Regions from separate parts of the Zea mays genome. Here regions 1, 2 and 3 are each linked to region 4. Evidence: chromatin contacts called from public Hi-C data. All regions are on one chromosome and are shown on one strand. Each heading gives the region's core, a stretch centred on a gene start, on an enhancer-like site or on the middle of the called end of the contact. The rest is flanking DNA. Distances are from core to core; before and after follow the strand shown.

Region 1 (2,946 bases), core at 188-2,687, 300 kb after region 4:
TTTGTTTTTTTTTATTAAATCCTTCATAGAAGAAATGTGCCTTGGCAATGCGTTTGCTCAGAACCTATACTAGAAGGTTGGCACGTTTTCCTAAAAAGTGTATTTAAAGTCCGCCAGTTTTTTTTTCTAAATGTAAAACTAAGGTCATGTACAACCCCATTTAATACGGAGTCCTTTGAAGGGTCTCTAATGGCTAAGTAAAAAGATACAAGAGACGAGCTCTTTACGAAGAGCTCAAATCTTCACGACTTTCGATACACTACGTCTCTTATCTGTATTTATGTCTCAGGATCTCAGAATTATATCATATAGTCACTTAGTCGTCTCTTATACTTAGAAAACCGACTGAAAAAGAAGAAAAAGTGGATTTCTAGTGGTAGGATGCAAAAATCAGAATAAATTAGAACCATTAACTATAATATATTAATATAATTAACTATAATATAATAAAATTATTTTTTTGAATTGCAGTAGTGAACGACTCTTAAATCGTTATCCCCTATTATTTTGAATGGCATAATAAAATAGAATAAGAATAAATGTTTTCCTAATCTATATAGAGGGAAACTACATATCCCCCTTATGTACATATTTCTATGGGGAATCGTGCTTTAATTTTTCATTGTATTAAATGTCTTAAATAAAAAAAGAGGGAATTTGATCTGATATAGATTATAGCCAGACTTTTTTGGCCCACCTAATTGTAATTACAATATATCTTATGATTGTACATGCCCTAAAGTACAGATGCCCTAAAAGTACAGAACTGAAGACGGGCGGAGCAAATCAATCAGCTGCCCATCTTTTGCATGGAAAACCTCGCATGCAAACAATCCGCGCACCGTAGAGAAGAAGAGACGATACAAGTTACATGTTCACGTTTCTTTCCCGACTTTTGGATGCATGCATGATCTTGTCGATGCATGCACGCAGCTCAAACACTACCTGCAACCACATGATCACGCTCTCTGCATCAGCAAGCATCTCCCTTTTTCGTACTGACTCACATAGAATTATATTCGGATCACGATCAGCACCTAGCCCAAAGGCATGTCTCTTTTTTACTCGGCGAGTTGGCAGCTCATAATTCGGGTCCTTACAATATATATTTTTTTTTTTTGCAAACCTGCTGCTCTGTGGGAGAAGGGGGAGGAGCATTGCAAATCGCGTTTAGGAAGAGCAGGCAGCCTGCCTCTCTCCTGTCAATGCATCATGCAAGCAAGCAGCAGTTGCGAATTGCGTTCCAAACCGATCCCCCAACTCTGACTGTCCCCACGCTTTCAGGCCGCCAACTTTTTCCCCGCACTCCCTCTGGCCTCTGCTCCGGTCGTCCAATCACTAGACCTTTCCCTTTCCAGGACCGCCCGCTCGGGCTCGCTCCACCTTTGCCTTTATCTTCTTCCTGCAACCACGATGCGGCTCGACGCATGGAGCGTGAAGCAAAGCACACGCCCCCTCTGGCCCCTCTTCTCACTTGCCCCTCCCTCGCCTCGTTCCATTCCATCTCGCCACTCCATTCTCTCTCTCTCTCTCTCTTCTTCGATCGAGGAGAGCCCATACACATCCAGCCAGCACAGTAGCCTGCCTGCGTGCCTAGTCCATCTCGTGTGCAGCAACTTCAACTACTAGTACATCGCGGCAGCTCCTGCTGTTTCGGCCGGCTTTATGGCCATCACCTCACCTGCAGCAACTTCAACTACTAGTACTCGTTACAGCCACAGCGGCTGACCACAGCGCGCGCAGTAACTCTGCTGCAGTCACCTCCGTCACCTGTTACGTCGCCGTCGCGTCGCCATGGATCATCGGTCCTTGATGGGGATGATGCATCATGCATGGGAATGGGAGTGAGTGCTCGAGGCAATATCGAGAGAGATTTTCTGGTACCGCGCGCTGCATTCTCGCCGCCCTGTTTGTGAGTTGCTCAGCAGGCAGCAGCTGGTGTCGGTGCTGGCTCTTGATCTGGATCTTGCCATCTTAGATCGCGGCAGCGAGAAGCATGATACCTGCTGGGCGTTTCTTTATTATTGCATCTCGTTGATCCGGTCCGTGGTGGTGGACGACTGGTGGTGCGCGCGCGCAAGATGAGCATCCCGCACCTGTTCCGGTGCCCCATCAGCCTGGACATCTTCACGGACCCGGTGACGCTGTGCACGGGGCAGACGTACGACCGCCCCTGCATCGAGCGCTGGCTCGCCGCCGGCCACCGCACGTGCCCGGTCACAATGCAGCCGCTCGGCGACGCCGCGCTCGTGCCCAACCGCACCCTGCGCCACCTCATCGAGCGCTGGCTGTCCGCCGACCACCAGATCTCCGACGCGACGACGCCCGCCGCCGCCGCCGCCACCAGCGACGACAACGCGGAGGAGCCGTCGCTCGCGGCGCTCAAGCGCTGCCTCCAGTCCGGCGCCGGCAGCGGCGCCAAGGTGGCCGCGCTCAAGAAGGGCGTCGCGCTGGCCTCCGAGTCGGACGTCGGCCGCGCGTGCATGCTCCAGCTGGGCTTCCTCCCCGTGCTGCTGCAGCTCGTCTTCCACGCGCCCACGACGCGGGACCTGTCCGAGCAGGAGGGGCTTGCGCTGCAGTGCGCGCTCACCCTCCTGCCGTCGAGCCCGGCCTCGCCGCAGCACGGCTGCCTCAACATGCTCAAGACGGAGGCCAGCCTCACGTCCTTCGTCGGGCTCCTCGCGCGCGGCCCCGCCGCGGCCAAGGCGGGCCTGTGCCGCCTCCTGGAGACGATCGCCACGGCCGCCGCGACGCGGGACCTGGCGCTCGCCGCCGCCGCGTCGCCGCGGGTGTGGCAGGCGCTTCTGCCGCTGCTTCGGCACGACGACGAGCGCGTCTCGGTCGCCGCGGTGCGCGCGGTGGCCGCGATCTGCTGCGCGGCCGAGCCCGCGCGCGGCAGCGCCGTCCACCACGGCGCCGTCCCCGCGCTCCTCGGCTGCCTGGCGT
Region 2 (2,800 bases), core at 267-2,766, 350 kb after region 4:
GAATGGCAACCTCTCCTGGCTCATCAATAGAAAAGTGACTCCTCTCTAAGCCATTCTTCTCATAGAAAATAATAAGAGGACACTTTCCCTCTGTCCTCCTATCAAGGGCTGTAGCAACCTTCGCTCCACTAGGCATCCAATCTAGCGATGCTCCCATAAAAGTTTTGGCATCTGAAGAAGAATGCAGTTTTCCCGATTCACGTTCCCAGACATTAAGTTTTGTAGGGCTAGAAAAGCTCTCAGGGGCTACAAGTGTAGCGAAATACTTCCCATCCCCTCGCCAAGAAATTGCACTTCGACTCTGACCACCGGTACTGTCTGTGTTGTCAATGGTCTCGTCCTGAGAAGAAGGATGTTTAGAATTGGGAGAGAACACAAACACACACAAAAAGAACGTGTATATTCAGTAAGACTTTAGTATATTAAACATACTTGAGGGTCAAGTGAAGTCTCAAACAGCACTTCCCAGTCCTGTGTGATGACAAGCAGTTGGCCGAGTCCAGTGGTGACAGAGAGAAGGGCCCCATCGGGGCTAGAGGCAATGGTGTTGACACCACCTTCCAGTCTTCCGACAACTTCAGTTGTTTTCTCCTCCACGTTATATAAGAGAAGACAACCATCTGACGACCCAAGGAGTAGAGACTCCCTCTCCATAAGATAATCCATGGCAACAATGCGATCTCCAGGATCAAGAACAACCTCCTCCATGTCAGAGTGTTGAGTAGCAGTTTTGCTCCATTGCAGTAGTTGCTGCAGAAGTGGTACGAAAGCAAGATAGTCAGCACAACCTGGAAAGCTACAAGATGAAGTTGTTGGCATAGCGAACTTTTTTTCCTGGACTGAAAAAATTAAACCATTGGCTATACAAGAATACAGCAATATTTTAGTAAGTGTTGCTTGCTGGCTTTCTAGCGTAGACACAGTGAAAGAAACAAAGAAGCAAGGAAAAAAAAACTCGTCTTGATCAGCAGGGGATGGGGTGGAATTGGAGACCTGTTCCTGGGTGGAGGACGAGGGCAGTGAGACGGTGTAGATGAAGTTGGCGGAGGAAGCGAAGAAAGCGCGGCGGCTCTCTGCGTCGATGGCGGAGGCGACGAGGGTTTCGCCGTCTATCTGGAGCTGGAGCTGCTGCGGGAGCCTCGTCACAAGGCGCAGGTTCTTCATCTCGCCGACGCCGCGCTGCCGACGTCGAGGGTTTTAGTAGAAGCCGGTAGTTCGAGGAGTTTTTATTTGGTTTGCCGTTCGCTCGCTTTTGGGAAACGGCAGCTGGCGGCGGCGGCGGCCGTGGGCGGGCGGGACGGCGACGACGGCTGTGTTTTCGTTCGGTCGAAGAAATTGGCTAGGTCAACACGAGGATGAAAGGAAACCGCCGGAAGGCAGAAAGTAGAGAGCCCACCAAGGCCCAAAACAATGATTCGGGAAACTGTGTTGTTTGTTTTAAGGGAAATTTGGATCCATACCATTAAAAGATCACCACTTTGGATCCATACCATTACTATCTCACTTACATGTGGGTCCACATGAGTCAATGACATGTGGGGTCCATGGTATATATCTAAAGATTGGATCTTTTAATGGTATAGATCCAATTATTCCTTGTTTTAAATCACTTTTGGAATTCCTTCGTTTTTTTAAATCCATAGCTAACTACCACGTCACTAATTATCATTTTCAGAAAACACAGCCATAACACAAAAATAACTAACTTCCACTTCACATTTTTCCCTACCATATACCTCTCCATGTAGAGTTGTAGACCTTACAGTGTAACATCTTATCTCTGAGTTCCCAGTTTCTCATGTGGACTTTATGAGTTTGTAACATTTGTCCACTGTAGCCACATCCAACACATGGCATAGACAGTATTATTTATAGAGAGAAATTTTAAAATAAAAGATGAGATTAGAGAGATGGTTGGACATGGCATAGACAGTATTATTTTAAGATTTATGCGATCGATCCTGAAGCTGCATTGCCGCGTACATGCATCCTGATACATTTCATGAAGTACAGACAAAACCTTAGAACAGCTATTCAAATTATTCATATGCAGATATGCTATACCCCTTTACACGTGAAATCTGTACAGGTCGAAAACCCAAAAGAAACGCCAGGCAAAAAGTTTCATCGGCGAGAGCGACGAAGCCAATCCTGGATAGCGAACCGAAGGGCGTGGTTAGGTGTGAGACTGAGATGCTCCAGTTTCAGGTTGTTCAGAGGCGCTGTCCCCTGCCCAGTCTCCAACTCCATCCGCTCACGGATCGCCCGCCCTTCGTAGGTCACCCCATCAGCAGCGCACACCTGAGGATCATGCATTATCTCCTGCAAGCCAAAACAGAAGAGGGAAAGAATAAAAGAAACGCACCGAGTTTCTTGTCATCATCACAATTCACATCGATCCAACCCCCATACCCGTTTCCCTAGTTAACAATGGTGCAAGACGATGGTACTTGCCTGCATAATCGGGCACAGGAAAGAGGAGGGTGCTTGTTCCTCCTCCCTCGTCAAGTGTAGCTGTTCCAGCTCTCGTACGGTCTCAGCAGTCAGGTCTGGGCGATCCCGGCTTCTGTCCTCACTGCACCTCAGGCCCAGTTCCGCTAGCCTTCCGGCCACCTCCATAGGCCAATGCCCAGCAGCAGGGTCGAGAATTGACGATAGCTTGCCACAAGCCATGGCACACCTTACTTCACCAGCAAGCCGCCGTGCAGGCTCCTGTCTTCCGGTCAGTAGCTGGAGTATCACGGTTCCGAAGCAGTATACGTCAGACTTGGGTGTCAACACTTTGCTTCTCATGTACTCC
Region 3 (2,944 bases), core at 27-2,526, 290 kb before region 4:
CCCGCCTTATGAACTTGGAGACAAACGCACGGTGCTTGGCCGGGGTGTGCGTGAGGGTGAACATCTCAGGGTTCCAAGCATCAACTTTCTGCATCCATTGGTGGACCTCAGTGTTCACAGGGGGGATTTCACCACTTAAATGCACTGCAAGTCTGTCTATGTACCTATGACAATGCAAAGTGCATATAAACATTAGCAACAACAATAGAAGAATGCCAAGTTTCAGATATTTCCAATACATAAAAAAGAAGGGGCGTACTGAATAATATCGATAGCGCGATAGATGACATGCGCTCCATTCTGGAAGACAGGGAGCTTCGCGGAAGGGTTCATGCGAAAGAAGTCCACATTCATGTTTTTGCCGGTGAGTGGATTGACGTGATAAGATGTGTAGTCAATGCCCTTCTCTTCCAGCGCCATCCGTACCTTCTGGCTGTCCAGCGAATAGGGGTGGTGGTACAGCTGCATTGCTGTATTAGCAGCAAAATAAAGATGCGGTTAGTAACTTAGTATCAATTCCTCGTGACAATCATACTTTTCCTGTCCAGATCCTCGAATATTATGGAGAAACTTGCAACTCATCAGAGTCAATTACTGTCTGGGATCGAAATATATATTGCAATAAAAATAACAACAAAATAAACAGGAAGTTTGTTCGTTTGCTCTGTATATTTTTATCCACAGTTTATTTGTGGAATGGTAAGATGGGTACCCAGGCACAAGTACATCTGTTTGTGTCAGTCCTAATGAAAAAAAATAGTAGCAATCGTTAATTGGCACCGGCTTTAGATTGCAAAGCTGGCGAGCCCTACTATAACAGCCATGAATTATTATGAGAATCAAGGGGGGAACAATCCCTCTGTGTACTGGCTACAAGGAGAGGTGAAAAGGGGAAGAAAACCGCACTTCTCTGATCTCGCAATTGGTCTTATAGCACTACAGCTACAGGACAACCGAACTACCGCAATCGCGCAACGCCACACACAACCGGATACAGGACCTGAAGAGCGTACCTCCCGAGTCCCGGCGAGGAAGCGGCGGCGGCGGCGGAGAGGGGAGATGGAGAGGCTTCGCGAAGGCGAAGATTCTTCTCGGCGACGAGACGCAGGCGGGGTTTAGGTGCGCTCGTAGTCGCCGGAGCAGTTTCAGTCGTTGCCTTTGCGGGGCTCTGCGGCAGTTTCAAGCGAGTGGGGGCGTGTGGTTGGATTCGTCCTCACTGGCACCTTTTCACGGCCTGGGTCGATGCAAAAGCTTCTTCCATTTTGCGTGCGTCCTCGCAATCGCAACGACACCTCCCTGCCTGGTCGGTGACCTGGGGAGAGGTTGGGCTATCCAAGACACCTCGCTGCGGGCCCCCGGGAAAGGGAACTCGCCGCCGACCACGGCTCGCCCGGGTTCGCGTTTTTTTTCCTTCCGCAGCGTGGCCAGCGAGGCAGAATTTGTAAAAACTTGTAATATAGATATCTATATTCATATTTATTTCTAATGTACTCGCACCGTTTCTTTTTAGTTGTCGCTGAATAATTTAATTTTGCACTATTCAGCGACAACTAAAACGAAACGGAGAGAGTATGTACTAAATAAATGTATTTAAATTCGTTTTCAGTTTTTATCGGGTTTCAGATCTATATTCAATAAAAATATAAAACTTATATATATATATATATACACTGTATTTATATATTACACCTGGGTGCATTCAATATAGAGAATGCACCCAGGCCGAACCTACGCGCCAGGAGCACCTGGTCCGAGCCAACCGCCCCACCCAGGCCGAACCGACGCTTCGTCTTCGTCCCTCCCGCACGCTCCCGACAGAATGCTACAATTTTCGAACCAGACCAGCAGTTGCATCTAGTTATATAGAAGTTGCAATCACACCAGACCAACAGTTGCAATTATACTAGACCAACAGTTGCAATCATATTTTTTAACAAAATTTCCCAGAGTTATTCAGTACTTGCAATCACATCAGAGCAACTCAGCAGTTGCAATCACACCACACAAGTAGTTGCAATTACAACACACCAGCAGTTGCAATCATTTTGTTTACATTTTTAACGGATATTTGGGTAGAATTATACAGCAGTTGCAATCACACCTAATGCGGGGTTGCAATCACACCACACCAGCAGTTGCAATTACACCTCTTTGTCCTGACACTAAAACCAGCCAACTTTGCATAGTCAAGGTAAAAGAGGTAGGCTTCTTCCCTTGTATCAAATGTTTGCCGCACCCTGGGGACAAACACATCAAGTATGTTTGCATCCTACAGAATAACACGCAATCATGAGTTTGCAATTAGTGGATACCCATAGTTGCAATCAACAGGCAACAAACGTTGCAACTGGAGTAACAACACAGCATGCAATGGTAATCAAGGAGTAAAAACAGAGACTCAAGTTTTCAATTAGAGGATACTCACGGCGGGAGGCAGGAAGGCGCGCGTACAGAAGGGCCAAGGGCGTGCTCTTATGGGGAGGCGTGCTCGGAGTGTTATTGCACCCTGGGTGCATTCAATATAGAGAATGCACCCAGGTGCATTTTAGTGCCGCCGTGTATATATATATATATATATATATATATATATATATATATATATATATATATATATATATATATATATATATATATATATATATATATATATATATATATATATATATATATATATATATATATATATATATATATATATATATATATATATATATATATATAGGGCAAGTATAACGAGAGCCCTAGGCTTCGGATATTAAAGGAAGCCCAGGTCGGTTCCCGAGGTCTGGTCGATGGAACATGCGCGCCTGTGTTTTAACGTGGGGCTGAGAGGCGGCATGCAGGACAGACGGCGCCGTGACGCGGTTGTTTGAATGGTAAGGGAATTGCGCGGAATTAAAGGGAATAGATTCCACATGCAAACGTGATTACTGTGATACGTGGG
Region 4 (3,106 bases), core at 87-2,586:
GAAGCTGTACCATCATTAATTACCACAAAATGTACAGTCTGGGCTATGGGCTCTGGCCTCTACTAGACAGGTAAGCTAATAACTTATTTCAGAATGCCAGAAAACAATAAAAGCAGAAATCTAACAACTTCCATCAAACTGGAAGCAAATTTCAGCGTCCCCAACTCACTCCTACAGTCCTACTCATCCGCCAACTTCACAATACTGACTAGTATCCAGTATAGAGAAGATCCCTGAGGTGCAGTCCTATAACAACTTGGACACAGTTTCTGACAGCCAGAAATCCATGCACGAAAGCAAACAGTCGAATTGTACCAATCATGGACAGATGCAATTTAGGAGACAAACCACAGCATATCAATCTGGCATTCGCCTAAAACATGCTAAAACCTCGACGCAGCCTCATTTTAATACAAACTACACACCTTAGCAATTACTTGCAGTGAATGCCATTTTCTTCAGCAAAAAAAGGGATTTTCCCCAATTGCCTAGCTCTAGCGCTAGCAAGTGCAAAATCGATCCAGTTCAATCATAGATTCCGATCTCCACACGAGCTACTTTTTTTTATACCATAATCGAAGACAACATGAAATGTGATCCAAGAGAGAGGGTCTTACCCCGACGGCAGCCGAGTCGACAAAGGAGACGCTGATCTCGATGGAGACCCCGCTGCTGGGGATCCCACTGCAGAAGAACACAGCCGATCCCAGCTGGTCGGCGAGCGTCGCTGTGACACCGCTGCGGAGGTATCCCACGGGACTCTGCAAGGGCACCACAGATCGAACCAAGTAGGCAAGCTCATATGTTTCGTCAGTCACTCAGTCGCCACCATCTCAAACCGAGGTCGCAAAGGGAGGGGAGTGCGAGGCTTACCGCGAGGCGAGGGGTGACGACGAAAGAGCAGAGGAGGCGGCCGTGCTCGGCGGCTTCGATACGGACGCCGCTGAGGACGAAGGGGTCGTAGAAGTGGAGCCGCGCAGGGGTGGAGCCAGTGATTTCCTCGGCGGTTGCGGTGGGCTCCAGGCTTTTCCGCACTGCTTCCGGGCCCATGGTGGTGTCGCGCCGGCCGGCGAGGAGGTCGCGCCACCTGATTCCGACGAGGTGCCGTGTCGGCAACCAAGACGAATTGGTTGGAGCGGCAAGATTGTTTTTTAGCCCTTTGTCGTCGCCGCCAAAACAACATCTCAATTCTCATAGCACTCGCTTAATTATCCTATTTAAACAGCGCATAATAAATGAAATACCTTAGAGCTAGTTTGGAAGTCTAAAACCCGGAGAGAATTAGAGAGGCTAAAATTCTCTCCTTATTCAATCTTGAATAAGAGATGGATTTTAGCCTCTTCAATCTCCTCCGGTCCTCCGGTCTTGAGACTACCAAACTAGCCCTTAGTGTAGCTATTAACCTATTTTTCTTGGACCTAATAACTCGATCTGCATAGTTAATGAGATGTAAACTGTCCATGAATTGTATTGATATCGAACCTGAACTTAATGCTATTTTGACTGAGCATAGGCATTAGTCTTACAAGTTTCTAAGCCTAACTCCAACCATTCCTCCTCTCGAATCCTCACGTTCGTACTTTCTATTCATATTTAAATACTCCTTAACTATTTTCCATATTGCATATCCTCTCCAACCATTCTCTCTATTCAGCTCACCTTACTCCTTAATTGATCTATTTAGGCTACGTTCGGTGGATCATGTAAAATGTGAAATCTAAAACTATAGATTATACTATTTGTAGAATAAAATTTGAAACATGGATGCAATAGGGGATGTGATATAGGAGCCGCTGGAGACGACCTTAACATATTTACATCAGTTTTTAGAGTTTTGAAAAAAATACTACCATATTTGTAGTATTATAATACATATTATTATCGGGTAATTAAACTTGAAAAAAGTTAATTTAATAATTAAATGCGCTGGTTAATGAAAGGGGAGACTAGTAGTGTGTTTGGTTTGAGTGATGAGCTAGTCCATCATCTTATCACTCCTTACTTTTTTGTTTGGTTTGTGGATTGGAATGAGTTGATCCATCACCAGCTCATTCTTCATAGTTAATTAGTTAGTACTAATATGAGGATTGAGATCATTCCACCAAATTTGAGAAATAGATCCATGATGCACCATCTCATTTTGGATGGAATGATTTCTTAAACCAAACGCCCCCTAGAACTTCCCTTTCATGGCATGAGCAGAGGCTCTCCCTCTCGCGAGGGGGCACCACTGGACAATAATTCATCGTTTTCGTACACGCACGGGAGAGAGGGCGATGTCCAGTGAATGGTTGGAGAGGGTCCAAAGTATCTTGAACCTAGAATGCCTCTGTATGTAGCATTTAGGGAGAAAATAATATACATATAATTCGAACTAGTGCATTGGGTTCAAAAGTTCAGTACTGCATTCTTCTAAATTGTTGCCATGCGGTGCTTAGGAGTCAGAACTTGAGACAGACATTGGCTATATTTCTGATGAGTTTGTTTTGGATTGCTGGTATCCCGAACAATGGGCTTTGTAAAATTAGTATGTCAAACCTTGCAATTGGATTCCTTGTACTATAATAATCGGATGTTTAGTCTTTTGCTATCGTTCCCACGTTAGCTATCAATCGGAAACGCCTGCCAGTCCACGCCTTTGACTCGCACTCCGCTTTCAGATCTAGGCGGACGAGGAATGATGGATTAGAGGTGCACGAGTGCCACCCCGTCGTCGGCGGCGACGCCGTGTTAGCTCCACAGCGACGACCTCATCACCCACCAACGGCTGATGGACTTCCTCCACAGGGTGAACCTCAAGTACGTCAAGCTGGAATACCACTACCTCATCACCCCTGGCCCCTGGTGACGCTGACGCTGCTGCCGTTGATGGTTGTGATCCTGCTCGAGGCCATGGGCACTGACCCTGACGACGACCAACCCAGTTCTGGCATTCAGGCTCCACCTCCACTCGTGTCCGCGCTCATCCTCTCCCTTGTGCTCGTGTTCATCGCCACTATACATATTTAACTATGCGTGTCGGCACTGTATACAGGCACGACACGAATATCGCTCCCGTGTCGAGTCAGGGTAACACGCGGGCTAAACTGGCAGCCTAGACCCGACA

The links. Hi-C and Micro-C count contacts between places; a contact is called where the count stands out from the background.
Region 1: a contact with region 4 is called in a Hi-C map of endosperm, with 4 times the contacts expected there. The contact joins the promoter of LOC107305677 here to the promoter of LOC100278796 in region 4. A contact is called at or near these places in 4 of 25 Hi-C or Micro-C datasets (bundle sheath, ear, endosperm and 1 more).
Region 2: a Hi-C map of ear shows a contact between it and region 4, with 2.3 times the contacts expected there. The contact joins the promoter of LOC100193043 here to the promoter of LOC100278796 in region 4. A contact is called at or near these places in 3 of 25 Hi-C or Micro-C datasets (bundle sheath, ear and endosperm).
Region 3: a contact with region 4 is called in a Hi-C map of leaf, with 7 times the contacts expected there. The contact joins the promoter of LOC100193919 here to the promoter of LOC100278796 in region 4. A contact is called at or near these places in 3 of 25 Hi-C or Micro-C datasets (ear, leaf and tassel).

Annotation. Positions count from the first base shown.
Region 1 is chr2:50,662,824-50,665,769 of Zm-B73-REFERENCE-NAM-5.0, reverse strand. It overlaps LOC107305677, which reads left to right and starts at 1,437. Exons shown (of 1, transcript NM_001320797.1): 1 at 1,437-2,946. The coding sequence starts at 2,082.
Region 2 is chr2:50,612,169-50,614,968 of Zm-B73-REFERENCE-NAM-5.0, reverse strand. LOC100193043 reads right to left here and starts at 1,516. Exons shown (of 5, transcript NM_001357854.2): 1 at 994-1,516; 2 at 433-750; 3 at 1-340. The coding sequence starts at 1,164. LOC103646429 reads right to left here. Exons shown (of 7, transcript XM_008671166.4): 6 at 2,455-2,800; 7 at 1,929-2,322. The coding sequence ends at 2,125.
Region 3 is chr2:51,250,583-51,253,526 of Zm-B73-REFERENCE-NAM-5.0, reverse strand. It overlaps LOC100193919 (Tetrachloro-P-hydroquinone reductive dehalogenase), which reads right to left and starts at 1,276. Exons shown (of 3, transcript NM_001138991.1): 1 at 1,014-1,276; 2 at 260-470; 3 at 1-164. The coding sequence starts at 468.
Region 4 is chr2:50,957,786-50,960,891 of Zm-B73-REFERENCE-NAM-5.0, reverse strand. LOC100278796 (acyl-coenzyme A thioesterase 13) reads right to left here and starts at 1,336. Exons shown (of 3, transcript XM_008671169.3): 1 at 874-1,336; 2 at 618-761. The coding sequence starts at 1,050.